Regions from separate parts of the Arachis hypogaea genome. Here region 1 is linked to region 2. Evidence: chromatin contacts called from public Hi-C data. All regions are on one chromosome and are shown on one strand. Each heading gives the region's core, a stretch centred on a gene start, on an enhancer-like site or on the middle of the called end of the contact. The rest is flanking DNA. Distances are from core to core; before and after follow the strand shown.

The links. Hi-C and Micro-C count contacts between places; a contact is called where the count stands out from the background.
Region 1: a Hi-C map of leaf shows a contact between it and region 2, with 3 times the contacts expected there. The contact joins the enhancer-like site here to the promoter of LOC112706299 in region 2. A contact is called at or near these places in 2 of 8 Hi-C or Micro-C datasets (both in leaf).

What each region holds. Positions count from the first base shown.
Region 1 is chr8:15,922,110-15,929,111 of arahy.Tifrunner.gnm2.J5K5, forward strand. It overlaps LOC112706301 (nuclear intron maturase 4, mitochondrial), which reads right to left. Exons shown (of 7, transcript XR_011864592.1): 6 at 4,380-6,789; 7 at 2,409-2,728. Among protein-coding and RNA genes, the nearest start is that of LOC112706301, 11 kb to the right of the region's middle. Within about 2 kb of position 1,717, at least 3 of the 3 cell types and tissues checked have open chromatin away from gene starts, as enhancers often do.
Region 2 is chr8:15,869,232-15,876,946 of arahy.Tifrunner.gnm2.J5K5, forward strand. It overlaps LOC112706299 (receptor-like protein kinase 7), which reads left to right and starts at 5,059. Exons shown (of 2, transcript XM_025757535.2): 1 at 5,059-7,715. The coding sequence starts at 5,249.

The DNA of each region.
Region 1 (7,002 bases), core at 467-2,966, 50 kb after region 2:
AAACTCTAACATTAGGCCTAATGAATTGAATATCCACCCATTATTAATTGTGCATGAATAAAACCATCCAATTAAAAATAATGAACATTATGCCTATTAAATAAAACATCTGATATATCCATTATTAACATCATTTAGTATTTTTATTGTCTACCTATACTTTTTCTTTAATTAATGGAATAATCGATCAGATATATTATATGTGTACTATTCAGCATTATTCAGAAACTGTGCATTATCAGACAAATAAAAATGTTGCACTATAAAAGACAATAATTGTCAAGTAGACCAGTAACACACAAAATATATTACTACTAATATGCTACATTCATTATGTCATTATCTTTTTCTATGGTACTACATATATATAATAAGTGTATCCCCAGTTCCCCACCAAGGTCTAGTATCAAGGTTAAGACAAATTTAATTTAACTTGGCCATTAATAATTTCAAGTTCCAATGACTAGTAATCAATGTGATATTTGTTGACATTATTGGGAACATTACCAATATTGAGCACTTTTGGAAAATCAAGATGCCAAGTGTGGTGCTCACTGCTCACATCTTGGAGAGGTATACATATATGACTTTATCTATCACACATGTTAAAGTTATAAAACAAGAAAATTTTTATTAAAATATTAAAAATTTAAATTTTTAATATATTTATTTTATATTTATTAAATAAAAATTTTAAAAATTTTTACCAGTTTATTATATGTCTTTAAGGCACATGTTAATTAAATTCTACGTATACAAAGTAAAATAAATTAATGGCGCACCCACGTGGAGATAAGAGTTAAGGTGGGAGTCTAAACTATACATAGGTCATTTTTTACATAGAGAGAGATAAATTATTAATTTTTAATTTATTTATTTAAGATGTTATATTAACATATTTTAAATATTTATTTAAGATGTTATATTAATATATTTTAAATCAGGAAAAATCAAGAAGGGAACAAGAAGCAAAATCCTTCAGATTTCTAGCTCCTTTGGTTTTGCACGAAAATTACAATTGCATGGTTAAAAATAGCTGGCTGAAGGAGGATGATTTTTTACATAATATAGCCAGCTTTGTTGAGAAAGCTAAGATTTTGAATAGAGAAGTTTTTGGGCATGTCTTTAAGAAGAAGCAACGCATCCTTCTTAGGCTGGAGGGCGTTAATAATAAACGCTCCTTCAATCATAACCCGTTCTTGAAGAAATTACAAAAAGATTTGTGGAAAGAGTATGAAGTTATTGCTGCCCAGGAGGAAACTTATTGGCAGCTAATGTTGAGATGTGATGTTATCAACTTTGGGGATAAAAATTCTAAGTACTTTCACTTGACGGCGAATGGGAGAAGGAAGAGAAATAAAATTACAGCTCTTAAGAATGAAGATGGAGAATGGGTGGACCATGTTGACATTCTCAAAGCTTGGGGTGTTAATTTCTTTAAAAATCTTTATTGCTCTAACTTGAATTATAATTCCTTTGCTATTTCTAATCTTTTTCCCAGGTTACAGGACTCGAATTACGAAACTTTATCTAGAGAAGTGTCAAATGAGGAGATCAAGGATGTTTTTTCGATGGGGAGTTGGAAGGCTCCTGGTAATGAATAATGATGGCCTTCCGGCCAAACTCTACCAACAAACTTGGGATGTGGTGGAGACATCTCTTATAGCCTGGGTGAAAGATGTTTTTAAAGAACCTGAGACGATTACGGACGTTAACAAGACTTTAATAGCCGTTATTCTAAAATTTCCTTCACCGGAAAATTTTGGACAGTTTAGGCCTATTAATCTTTGAAATATTTGCTATAAATTTATAAACTAAATCATTGCTTCTAGATTGAAAGTTTTTATGCCTATTCTGATCACTAACATCCAATCTAGTTTTGTACCTGGCAAAATCAGTTGGATAATATACTAGTGGCCCAAGAGATTGTTCATACCATGAGAAACAAGGAAGGGTCTTATGGCTATCAAAATAGACTGGAAAAGGCCTATGATAGAATTAACTGGGCCTATGTGATGGACATTCTCAGAGACACAGATATAGCAAAAAATATTATAAAAGTTGCTAACTACTACATCTCAACACCGATTATGAACCTTCTTTGGAATGGCTCTCCGTCAGAATCTTTCACTCCAACTAGGGGAATAAGACAGAGAGACCCCTATCCCTTTATCTTTTTGTTCTTTGTATTGAGCGTCTATCTCAATTAATAAATAAACTAGTTCAAAACAAAGATTGGGAGCCTATTACTCTCTCAGGGGGGGGGGGGGGGGGGGGGGCTTAAAATCCCTCACCTTTGTTTTGTAGATGATTTTTGTATGGATGTAGAGCATTATTGTTGGGTAAATATGCATAATGTCCAAAGTTCAAATATGGATGCACTAATATCATGCAAACTGTAAACAGACTTGAGCCACGGAAAACAAGAATCAAATTAGCACTCATATAGTTCGGATTTTTCTACAGAAAAAAGTATATACTTAGTGCCTACGAATAAGGATAGCATATAAAACAACTTAAGGAAATGCTTGTTAACATGTATACATCTAACTCATTTGAAACGGAGAAACTGCATTTTTTCTTTTATTTCAAGAAAAATGAATCTCTTCCATCGTCACAAGTCACTAACAGAGGCAGGCATGCATACGATTTCAGCTCCATAAAAGCAAAGAGCAGAGCACACACCACGGTTCCATTCTTCAAGTCCCACAAGAAAGCATAGTTGTATCTGCAAACCAATTGTCTATTTGATTAAGCATAAATTGGCATAACCTTTAATAACAATTACGGGGAAAAATTTGTTATAGAAAAAATAACAAGACTACATACTAAATTAGTTGAAAGGGACTAAATCTTACCAGACAATTCATGGATCATAAAAAAAGAAGAAAATACCATGGAAGAAACTAACAATCCAAACAAAGTTAGCACAAGTCACCTTGCAGAAGAAAAGAGCATGCATGCAGTCTGTAGAAGATGGGCAGTATTTATAGGTAAAAAATCAAGGGAATAAGCAAGATGTCCAATATTTATAGACATATTACCCTGAAGGCCTGATTCACATACCGAACATTAATGTCAACTAAGGTAATGCATAAGCATGACAGATAAATATTTCGAAGTAAATAAAATTTAAGGCAACTACTAAAATTATGACTATATTACCACACAATTCGGTGAAACCATTGTGGCATTGTCCTAGACCAAGTCACCCAGCATCCCATAAGACACTTTAAAAAGGCCGAAAGTCCCAAAACCAATGGTGCAAGCCTTATGATCAATGACAACTAACCACATAGACAAGCTTTGAAAGGAACAAATCATTCCAATCCTTGCTTGCTAATCACTGAATGTCTTCATTTAACGGGAAAAACAGCATGGCGTTATGTGGTAAGCACTGCTTGAAGGACATGTAAACCATGCTGCATTTGCCATTACCCAGCTAAACAAGGATGTATATGATGTATATCTATCATGGAAATAAAAACTAGAATAAGTTATATCACAGCAGTAAGTATATAGAACTCATGTTAGAAAATATCATTTCCAAAATCAAGTCACTGGCAGATGCCAACTTGTCATTGTTAAAGATTAACCATCAGAAAAACATGCAAAATACATCACTCATGGTGGAACAATAACTGAAAACTCACTCCATATCAAAGTAGATTTTGTTCTGCGACTTCAGAACAATGAAACAGTAATAATTCAGGAACTCTATAAATTATGGCTCAGCCAAGAATTAATCCTGATTACTAGGTCGAGCAAAGAAAAATGAACAAAAGTTTAACTAAAGGAGAAACTGAATATCAAGTTCTTTTGGTCCAGAATTACACTCCAAACCTAATCTTCCCGTAAAGGGTGTCCATGATTGGTTTTCACTACTAAATGGCAATGATATAAAAAAAATCAACTTATGCACAGCAAAAACTACACTAGAAAGAGGAAAAATTGGTCACAAGTTAAATGAGAAGCTTTCTCTTATTTATTTTGTTATATATGGTAAGTTTAATCCTCAGCCTGAACCTACAATTACTTGTGTCCATAATTTGAAATCTACACCAAGACCTTTTGAGTGAACATATAGGCAATTCTAAAAGATTACATGATAATTTAATGTACATTGGCACTTGGCAGGGCAATAAAATTTCCTTATAGCCGACACCAAAAATCCAGGTTGTGTTTTCATTTTCATTTTCTGATTCCTTCGTGTGTAAATATTGTCAAATTAATTAAAATAAACTTTATTAAACAAAAATTATATGATTGAATGACCTGGAATCTGTCTACCATAAATAAATAAAATAAAACAAAAAGAGAACAGGAATTACCTTACGTTTTAAAAGAATTGGATATAAGTATTCATCTTGATCTTATACCTGATCTCTACCCGTTCTTCACCATCAATAGACTGAAGTAATACATGACCAATACCCAATCCTGATAAAGATTCTGGTATAATTGTGGACACTCACTTCCATGCACCAAAGTCAATGGACTGAAGTGATATATATCCTAGATACAAATCCCTCAGATGCTGCTTACACAACCCTATTCGTCGTTTATTTAAGCTTGGATGAATGCAAGTCGAAAACCCAGTCTTCCAACTAGGAGATTTCTGCCTTTCCATAACATGAAGAGTATAGACCCTCGGTGCTGAAGAAGAGCACCCTATGACAAAACAATTACATGGTCTTGCCTCGGTCACAATTCTTGCAAGTGATAACATACACAAACCACTGTAAGTAATTCCATACATTAATGCCTCATCGTTTTCAAAAGCTTGAGTATCTGACATTTCATTAGTCATTTCCACCTCCATATCCTGTGTTGACGGAAGCCTGCTGAGTTCTACATCAAACCGCTTTTCTATATCAGTTTCATGCACGCGGTACTTCACCGCTAAAGTACGAATGCAAGATTTCCTAACTTGATCTGATATTAAGTTTTTTATCTCATTAAAGTTAGCACAGCTTTCATACCATTTTATCCAGCGGATGATGATCCCCGAAAACCAGTCAATAATTTCAGTTGTATCTTGCATGATAAGCAAATTAGTAGAACGGGGGAATCCATTAGAAGTGGTCAATCCATATCTTAAAAGACGCTTTTTTATTGCTTCTAGAGGAGCTATAATCTCAGTTTTTGTCATCATATTTCCCAATGAGCTGTTATTATTTGGCAAAAGCTCAACAACAGAGGCTACCTCTGAAGTTATATACTGCTCTGCCTGTTTTTTAAATTCATAAAAGGAATCTGTTAGCTCTAACGGAAGAGCTGGTTCGGCAACACACTTGGATAAAATAGTTTCTTCACTTGCATGTTTTGTTTGAACATCTTGTATCCATATCTTCATTAAGTGTTTATACCAATGGTCAGTTTCCATTCCAGACTTGCGGTAACAGGAAACCCTATTCAGTATAGAACTGCTATCAGCTAAATGCTTGATTTCTGATTCCTTAACTTTCTTCAAACCATGTCCTAGCCATTTCTTCCCAATTCTAATTGTCCCATAATTCCAAGCCTCTACCTTTTGCAATGTAAATAACTCTACTTTTTCTTTTAGCTTGTGAACAGCTTTTACACCAGGACTCTCTGTAACACTTCTTTTGACTAACGTTCCTAGAAAGCGTATCCCACGAGGTCCTTCACAAGGCAATAAATCAGTTTGAACAACATCCAATAACAAAGAATCCTTCAAATAACTTTGGATCTCGGACTTAAAATTAGCAGCAGAATCCTTGGAACCAGATATTGCCAAAAACATTTCATCCATAAAGCGACAAGAGTAAACCTTGACGCTGGAATTCTTCTCAACTATACACTCACTATTACCATCTAGCTGTCTCCTGAACCAACCACGCAACTTGGAGCAGGAGTTATCTTGATCATTATGCATTCCAACTCCATCATATATAGCTTCATATTTCATTGACAACCTGTGGAATTCGGTGTCAAACAGGTCAAGGTATACATTCATTAGAATAGGGGACAAGACCCCTTCTTGTGGAAGACCATGTCCCTTTGGGAAACCCCCAAACTCAAGATTCAGCACCTGAGAATCAAACATGCTCCGAATGAAATCAAATAAAGCAGGATCTTCTATCTTATCCTCCATTACCAAAATCAACTTAGCCAAGACAGCAGCATCCAACTTCTTGGTTACAAGCAACGTGAACCACCAGTCAGGGTTTAAAACCCCTTTGCGGATATACTTCAATGCTGTGGCACAACCCCTACCACTTCGGCAGCCATGTGAGATCTTCGAGAAATGTGGCTTGTAAACAACTTCCAAAGCTATTCTGATGGCCTCCTGGACTACCTTCAACCTCAAATTGGGAAGGACCAGAACTTGTTTGTCATTCGATCCTCTTGTTGAGACAAAGAAAGTATTTGCACTTGCATTAAAACTCCTATCTTGGAGCTGTTTTGCCAAGTCATCGAGAAAGCAACTGTCATATCTTGACTCTGCATCAACATTAGAGTTGATCCTGATGCAATTATAAGCATCACGTAGAGTTTCTCCATCAGAAATGCTCTGCATTAGACCACGAAATTTTCCATTCACAAACTGATTCTTCACCCTCTTCTTTATTCGGTTTTCAAGAAATCTCTTGAACTCCATCCTACTCCTGGGTTTACTCTCTAGAATTTTGGAGGATTCCTCAACGAGAGAAGCAAGGTCCATTGCTAACGTTGATTTTCCAAAGTCTTCGTCTTTCAAGAAACCACCATTGCCTGGTAATGCAGTTGAATAAGAAGCCCCTTGTGCTTTTCCAACATGTTTGCCTGATACAATAGACGTGTCCTTAGGGTTTACACGAGAAAAAAATACAATGAATTGAAGCATTTCTAAGTTCTTTAGATAATTCCATTATCAATAGCCTATATAATTTCATAATTTGAGAGCAGTGATGCAAGACAATTTTTTTCAGTTACTATGTTTTATTATTGGGAGAAGCAACCTAAATAAAATGAACTTAATTTTCATACACTTTCAGT
Region 2 (7,715 bases), core at 3,809-6,308:
GCACTACCACCACCACTAACACAAAGAATACCAAACAACAGCAACTTCTTCCATTAACAAATTAAAAAATACAAGAACAAAAACCAAATTCAACAAAACTAACAACATTTCAGAAATTAAAAAAAGAACAAAATCAATCAACCGCAATTCAGAAATCAAAACAAGAACAAAACCAACAATAATTCAACAAATCAAATCAGATTCAACAAATCAAATCCAGCTTCAACAAAGAAGATGCAGAAGCAGAAGATACAGAAGATACAAAAGCAAACTCAGAAGATACAGAAGCAGAAGAAGCAGAAGGCGAAGCAGAAATAGAGATCGAAGCAAGAAGCAGAGGCGGCGAGGAGCAGCGGTAAGGCGGCGAGGAGCAACAGCGAGGCGGTGAGGAGCAGCGGAGCGGAATCCGAGGCTCTCTCCCTGACTCGCGACGGCGACGGCAGCTCCAAGAAGAAGGAAGCAGATTCAGAAGAAGAAGCAAAACCAACGGAGCAGCGGCGTGGTCGAATCGGCGGCGTAGTCTCCCGATGACGACGCAACGGCGGCGGCGAGCCCTAGCGGCGTGGTCTCCTTTCCCTATTCTCTTCTATCCTGTCGCAGCCCCTCTCTTCTTTCTTTCGGCGACAAACGGCTATAAGCTTCGCCGGCGCCGGCGCCGTCCGCCTCCCCCTCTTCCCTTTTCCCTTTTTCTCCCCTCCCCTTCCCCCCCCCCCCGCGTTTTCTTTTATTTTTTTTTAAATTTTATAACTTTTATTATTAAAATAGGGATAATTTAAGAACAACGTAAATTTTTTTTTATTAAAAATGACGATTTTAATACTAAAAAAACGTTAAGAATAATTTTAAATTCAAAATTACAATAAGAACGATTTCAATTTTAATCTTCAACGTTAGGGATCAAAACAATACTTTATCTCGAATAAATATACTCCATTGATATTGATAATTCGGTCTACTAAAGCTAATATGAAATTTAAGTGATAATCATATAATGTGTGCGTGCGTCGTGTCCATTGTCAATTTGTCATCTCAGCTTGTTTGGTACACTGTTTTGTCACCTTCTAATGTATTTTTTTTTCTAAAGTGGCCCCTCTTTCTTTATTTGGTGCATCACATAAGGTCAATTTTGGCGGCTATATATAGTTAAGTGATTCTCTTTCAAAAAAAATAGTTGTCTAATTTTATTTTGAATGCATGTATATAAAAATTGAGAAAATAATTTTAAAAACTAATATTTTAAGAAAAAATTAGATTTTCTTAAAGGACGCTATACTCTTGTATGTGAAAGATAAAAAGTAAAAATTTGTAATTATTTTATTTATTTAATGTTATTAACAACTTAACAAAAATTCTTAGCTTTTCTATTAATAATAAAAATAGGCAGATTTTGTGTTCCAATTTTATATTGGATATAGATGTTTATATTTATTTTAAGAGAAGAGTATCGCACTACAACAAAACAATATTTTTGCATCGTTTTTTTTTATTGTTTAGCGATGATTTTATTATGTTTAAAATTTTTTTGCAACAATTGTAAGATCGTCGCTGAATTATTTGTGATACTTTTAGAAGTATAAAATCATTATTAATTTATAATATTTGTCGGTATGTTTTTCATGTTATATTTAGTAACGATTTCAAACGGTCACTAAATTACTAATTCATGATAATTGTTTTATTTAATAACTGTTTTAAACCGTCATAATATATTTGATAATAGTTGAAAATTGTCACTAAATTACAAATTTTTCAAAAAATTTTTCTATATTTAGTGACTGTTTTAAATCATCATAATCTTTTAGTATCAGATTTATTATTTTTAAATATTTGCGTTCAAAATTATTCCAATCTTTCTGGCATCAAATTTTTTATTTTATTGGAATCCAGCTTTTGTATTCATTTGAAACACAAGATATATTTAAAAATAGATAATCTTCAAGTAATTAATAAACAGAAAAGTCTAAGAAGTCAGCAATTTGATTAAATTCTGGCCAGCATATAACCAACAAAGAAAAGTGAGTCATTAGATGAAATCTCACACCAATCTCACACCATCACAAAAGTATAGCATCTTACAATTATATATCAATTATTTTAGAGTATTGAATGTAATTATTACCATAAAATAATGTAGAGCCATATATATGTGTGTGTATAACAATATTAGATTATTTTATAGACCATATATATTTCATTTCGCAAATAGCCATTTTTTATCTTTACCTTCCGAACAACATGAATCGTGCAGTGACATGCAAAAGATAAAAATGTGGAGAATATTTTGTTATGATCCCTTACCGGAAAAAAAAAATAAAGAAAAGAGAGAGAAGATATGAATATTAGGTTAAGGATATTCATGAGTCAGATATTCATGAGTAAGAAAATTTCATATTAAGGGTAGATTTGGATAGGTCTATAAATATTCTTTTAATTTTTAATTTATAAAAAATTATAGTATTAATATTAGTATAATTTTTAAAATTAAATTATAACTTTTTAATTTTTTTTAAATATTTATAAAAAAATTAAAAATATCTTTTCTTATAATAAAAGCTTTTTATTATTTTTTTTAAAATAAATAATTTTAGAACTAAAAAATTAAATACAAAATAATTTATTTATAAATTATTTTTAATATAAATATTTATTATTTAAATTTTTTATTTAAAAAATTTTAATTAAGTTATTTGTCCATATTTTAGCCATATAAATTAAAAAAAGTGTATTATATTGGAATAATACTTTACATTTCCATTCACATATTATGCCGTACATGCTTCCCCACAATATGTCCGTAATATAAATTATAAAAGAATAAACAATGAATTCTACTAACAACTATACATTAGGTAGTGTCGTTATTATGTAAACAAAATCAATTAATTAATTAACCTCTACATTTTCTGTTTATGAAAAAACATTTTAATTATTTATGTGACAACATTTAATATAATGTTAGTGTAAATTTGTTTTCACACTAATATATAATAATACACAAAAATTAAAAAATAAAAAATATATTTTAAATATCAATTGTATCTTGTTAAATTAATACATAACATTTTAAATATTGATTGTGATATGAATCCAAAATTCAAATAATCAATTTAAATGAAAAAAATTTGAACTTTTAGCTACAGTTTTTATGGAATGTTACAAAAACCTATTTTTTAAACTAAATTAAATAGCGGCAGTTATCTAATCGCCTCAAAAAGTCTAAAATCAGTGCTGATAGATAGCAGCGATTGCTAACCGCTGCATAATGTATTCACCACTAAATACAGTTTAGCATTGGTTATTCCGACGGTCATAAAAAACCGCCGCTAAAAGTTTATCGACGTCCTTACTATCGGCGATTGACCAACCGCTGCAGAATGTTTAGCGGCGGTCAGCATCCCAAATTCCAATCACCGCCGTCTGCCGCGTTTGTTGTAGTATACGAATAAAAGGGATTCAATAGGTAGTTGTCTTTTTGGATGTCCAAACATTATTTATTAAAAACAACATAACCATATATAGGGTCTTCTTTCTTAGGCATAATGATTTCTTTCAATCTTTGAGACTTGAGAGTTAACGAGTCCAAGTCAATTGGCCAATGTTTAACACGGATACTGAGTTGGTGAGTCTTCTTTCACTCACAGCCTCATTGGATCACCACTTCTGATCTATCAGTAATATGATGTAACTTAAGCAAAAAGAACAGGGTCTTGCATTGCTAACAAATCTGAAAATATGTTTTTAAAATGTTTCAATATGAAATTTTACAATTTTAATTTCTTTATGTATGCAAAAATTAAACACAGTATATTAGTACATAATATATATAGCTGCAGGACAACAATAACGAAAAGAACCCAAATAGACACAAGAACCAAGAATTATTTCTTACCTTCATAAGATGAGTATGCAAATCTATTCTAACTTCTTAATTCATGTTCACACACATTACCAAAAAGAACATCTATACAACAAAATCTAAATCTGTCAATTATGCAAAGAGAGAGGAAAATGAAAAAGGAAACACGTGAGTGCTTTAGGAAAAGTAGCATTAACAAAGTAACAAACAAACAACCAAACCATCCACATAAAGTGTTAATCATTGAATCCAATTCTTTAGTGTTTTTATTGTGGTTTTGATCATATATAGTATAGATCTTTTGATCTTCATATTTTTATATGAAGATCACGTTATGAATTGTTAGATTATTTAATGATTTACAATATAATTTTTATCTAAAGATATTGTTATTAAAATATCCACCAATGAATAATATGCCTTGTATGTTAGATATTTATTATACTTATATATTTTAATGTACGTGAAACACTATAGCAACAAAATATGCTAGAAGTTAAGCACTAAACTGAATCACAATAAATATTTGTAAAAAAAAAAAAAAAAAACTAAATCAAATCATACATAAACCATGATAAATACAAATGTGTTCTAGGTAAAGCAGATAGTGCAGTGCTTTTTAAAAAATAAATTACTATTAAAAATAATAAATAAAATAATTAGTTATAAACATTAATTTTTTATTTCCTTAGTAAAAAACATACCTGTAACTCATTTGAAACTTTTTCAAGAAATATGATTAACCTATTTTTTTTAAGAAATATAATTAATCTAATTTACACATGCATTTAATTACGTAATATCATATCAGTAAAAATAATTATTTTTTATTTTTTGTGTATCAAAATTAAACTCTTAATAAAAAATATAATTATACTACATGTACATCAAAATCATCCATTAAAGTTAGCCAATATTATAAAATACATATTAAAATATAAATACATATTGAAAATAAATGAAACTACACATATATTTATACACAAATATATTGATGGCTGATTTTAGTGTACAAATAGTATTTCTCTATTTTTATTTAATAATAAGTATTTAAAGATGAGGAAAAAATATCAACAATGAACGACGTCCACGTTCATGCATCATCCAAAATTAATGGGAAATAAGTAAATGACAAAACCTGTTTTCACTTTTCACTAGGTGGTGGGGGATTTACTACAGCCAGTAGTGTTGAGGATTGCTGCATTGGCAATTTTGGCATTATCATCATATAAGTCACTCCCCACTATCCCCTCCATTCCCACGAGGTTCCACTTTGTTCCTTCTTTCTTATATTATATGTAACTCCCTTATCACTTTCTTACGTTTCAAGACACCTAATCACAACCTTCTTCATTCCTTCCCTTCCATTCTCCCTCATACACTTACGTCAACATGCTTCCCGCCCCTTCTTCCCACCACACTCTTCTCCTTCTCTTCGTTTCCTCATTAATCCTCGCCGTTAATTCTGACGATCGTCAACTCCTCCTCGACTTTAAGTCAACCCTTCAATCACCAAACCCCAACGCCTTCCTCTCATGGACCCCTGACAACTCCGTTTGCGCCTTCAACGGCGTTACGTGTGACGCTTCCAATTCCGTTACCGGAATCAACCTCTCCAACCGTTCCCTCACCGGCGTTCTTGATTTTCACAATCTCTGCCGCATCCAGTCTCTCCAGACTCTCGAGCTCGGTTTCAACTCTCTCCATGGAAAAATCTCCGACGACATCAGAAACTGCACCGGGCTCAAGTTCTTGGACCTTGGGAACAACAACTTCTACGGAACGTTCCCTGACATCTCACCGTTAAACAAACTGCAGTACCTGTTCTTGAACCAGAGCGGTTTCTCCGGAACTTTTCCATGGCAGTCACTGTTGAACATGACGGATTCTCTGTTACAGTTAAGCGTTGGTGATAACCCCTTCGATCTCACGCCATTTCCGAAAGAAGTTGTTAGTCTCAAGAAACTGAACTGGCTCTACCTTTCGAATTGTTCACTTGGAGGGAAAATTCCAGTCGGAATCGGCAACCTTACGGAGCTTACGGAACTGGAATTCTCCGATAACTTCGTCACCGGAGAGCTTCCCGGCGAGATCGTTAATCTGAAGAAGCTGTGGCAGCTGACGTTCTACAATAATTCCCTAAGCGGAAAGCTTCCCTTCGGTTTTCGCAACCTTACGGGACTAAACTACTTTGACGGTTCAATGAACAAACTGGAAGGCGATCTCACCGAGGTGAAGTTCTTAACCAATCTCGTTTCGTTTCAGCTCTTCGAAAACGGTTTCGGCGGTGAGATTCCGAAAGAGATCGGCGAATTCAAGAGCCTCAAGGCATTATCTCTGTATAGAAACAAATTAATTGGTGAAATCCCTCAGAGACTGGGTTCTTGGACGGAATTCGATTTCGTGGATGTTTCGGAGAACATGCTTTCGGGTCCGATTCCACCTGACATGTGCAAGAAGGGGAAAATGACTGCTCTGTTAGTGCTTCAGAACAAGCTCACCGGATCAATACCGGAAACCTACGCTTCCTGTAACACTCTTAACCGCTTCAGAGTCAGTAACAACTCGCTCTCCGGTTCCGTACCGGGAGGAATTTGGGGTCTTCCGAACGTAGATATCATAGATATTGAACTCAACAATCTAGAAGGTTCGGTTACCTCTGACATCAAGAGCGCTAAGAAACTGGCTCAGATATACGCCCGGAAGAATCGGTTATCCGGTCAGATACCAAAAGAGATTTCGGAAGCGAGTTTGTTAGTCACTATTGATCTCAGCGAGAATCAAGTTTCTGGTGAGATTCCAGATTCAATTGGAGAATTGAAACAACTCGGAAGCCTTTATTTACAGAAGAACGAGTTAACTGGATCGATACCTAAGTCTATAGGTTCTTGTACTACGCTAAACGACGTAGATTTATCGATGAACTCGCTCTCCGGCAAGATTCCTTCTTCGTTAGGATCTTTACCGGCTCTGAACTCGCTTAACATGTCTAGGAATCAACTGTCCGGCGAGATTCCGGAAAGTTTGGCGTTGCTGAGATTGAGCCTCTTTGACTTGTCGGAGAATAGGTTGACCGGGGAAATTCCTCAGGCTCTTACCATTCAAGCTTACAATGGTAGCCTCGCCGGAAACCCTGGACTCTGCAGTGTTGACTTGATCGGTTCATTCCCTCGGTGCTCTAAGGATTCTGGCATGTCAAAAGGTCTACGTACTCTTGTGGTTTGCATTCCAATTGGGTTGGTTGTAGTTATGCTCTGTTTGGCGCTTTACTTGAAGAAGAAGAACAAGAAGAACGTGAAATGTGGAGGAGGAGAGCGTTCTCTTAAAGAGGAGTATTCATGGGACGTAAAATCCTTCCATGTTCTAAGCTTCACCGAAAACGAGATTCTTGATTCGATCAAGCAAGAGAATCTCATTGGAAAAGGAGGTTCAGGTAATGTTTACAGGGTGATATTGTCCAATGGAAAAGAGCTCGCTGTAAAGCATATATGGAATACCGATGTTGATTGGAGGACGAAGAAGTCGAGATCCTGGAGTACTGGTAGTGGCAGTGGAACGCCCATGCTGGCCGGAAAGCGCACTAGGAAGTCGAAGGAGTTTGATGCAGAGGTGCAGGCATTGAGCTCGATAAGGCATGTGAATGTGGTGAAGCTGTATTGTAGCATAACAAGTGAGGATTCTAGTCTTTTGGTGTATGAGTATTTGCCTAATGGAAGCTTGTGGGATAAGTTGCACACCGGTGGGAAGATGGAGCTTGATTGGGAGATAAGGTATGAGATTGCGGTTGGCTCGGCCAAGGGCTTGGAGTACTTGCATCACTCATGTGAGAGGCCTGTTATTCATCGGGATGTTAAGTCCA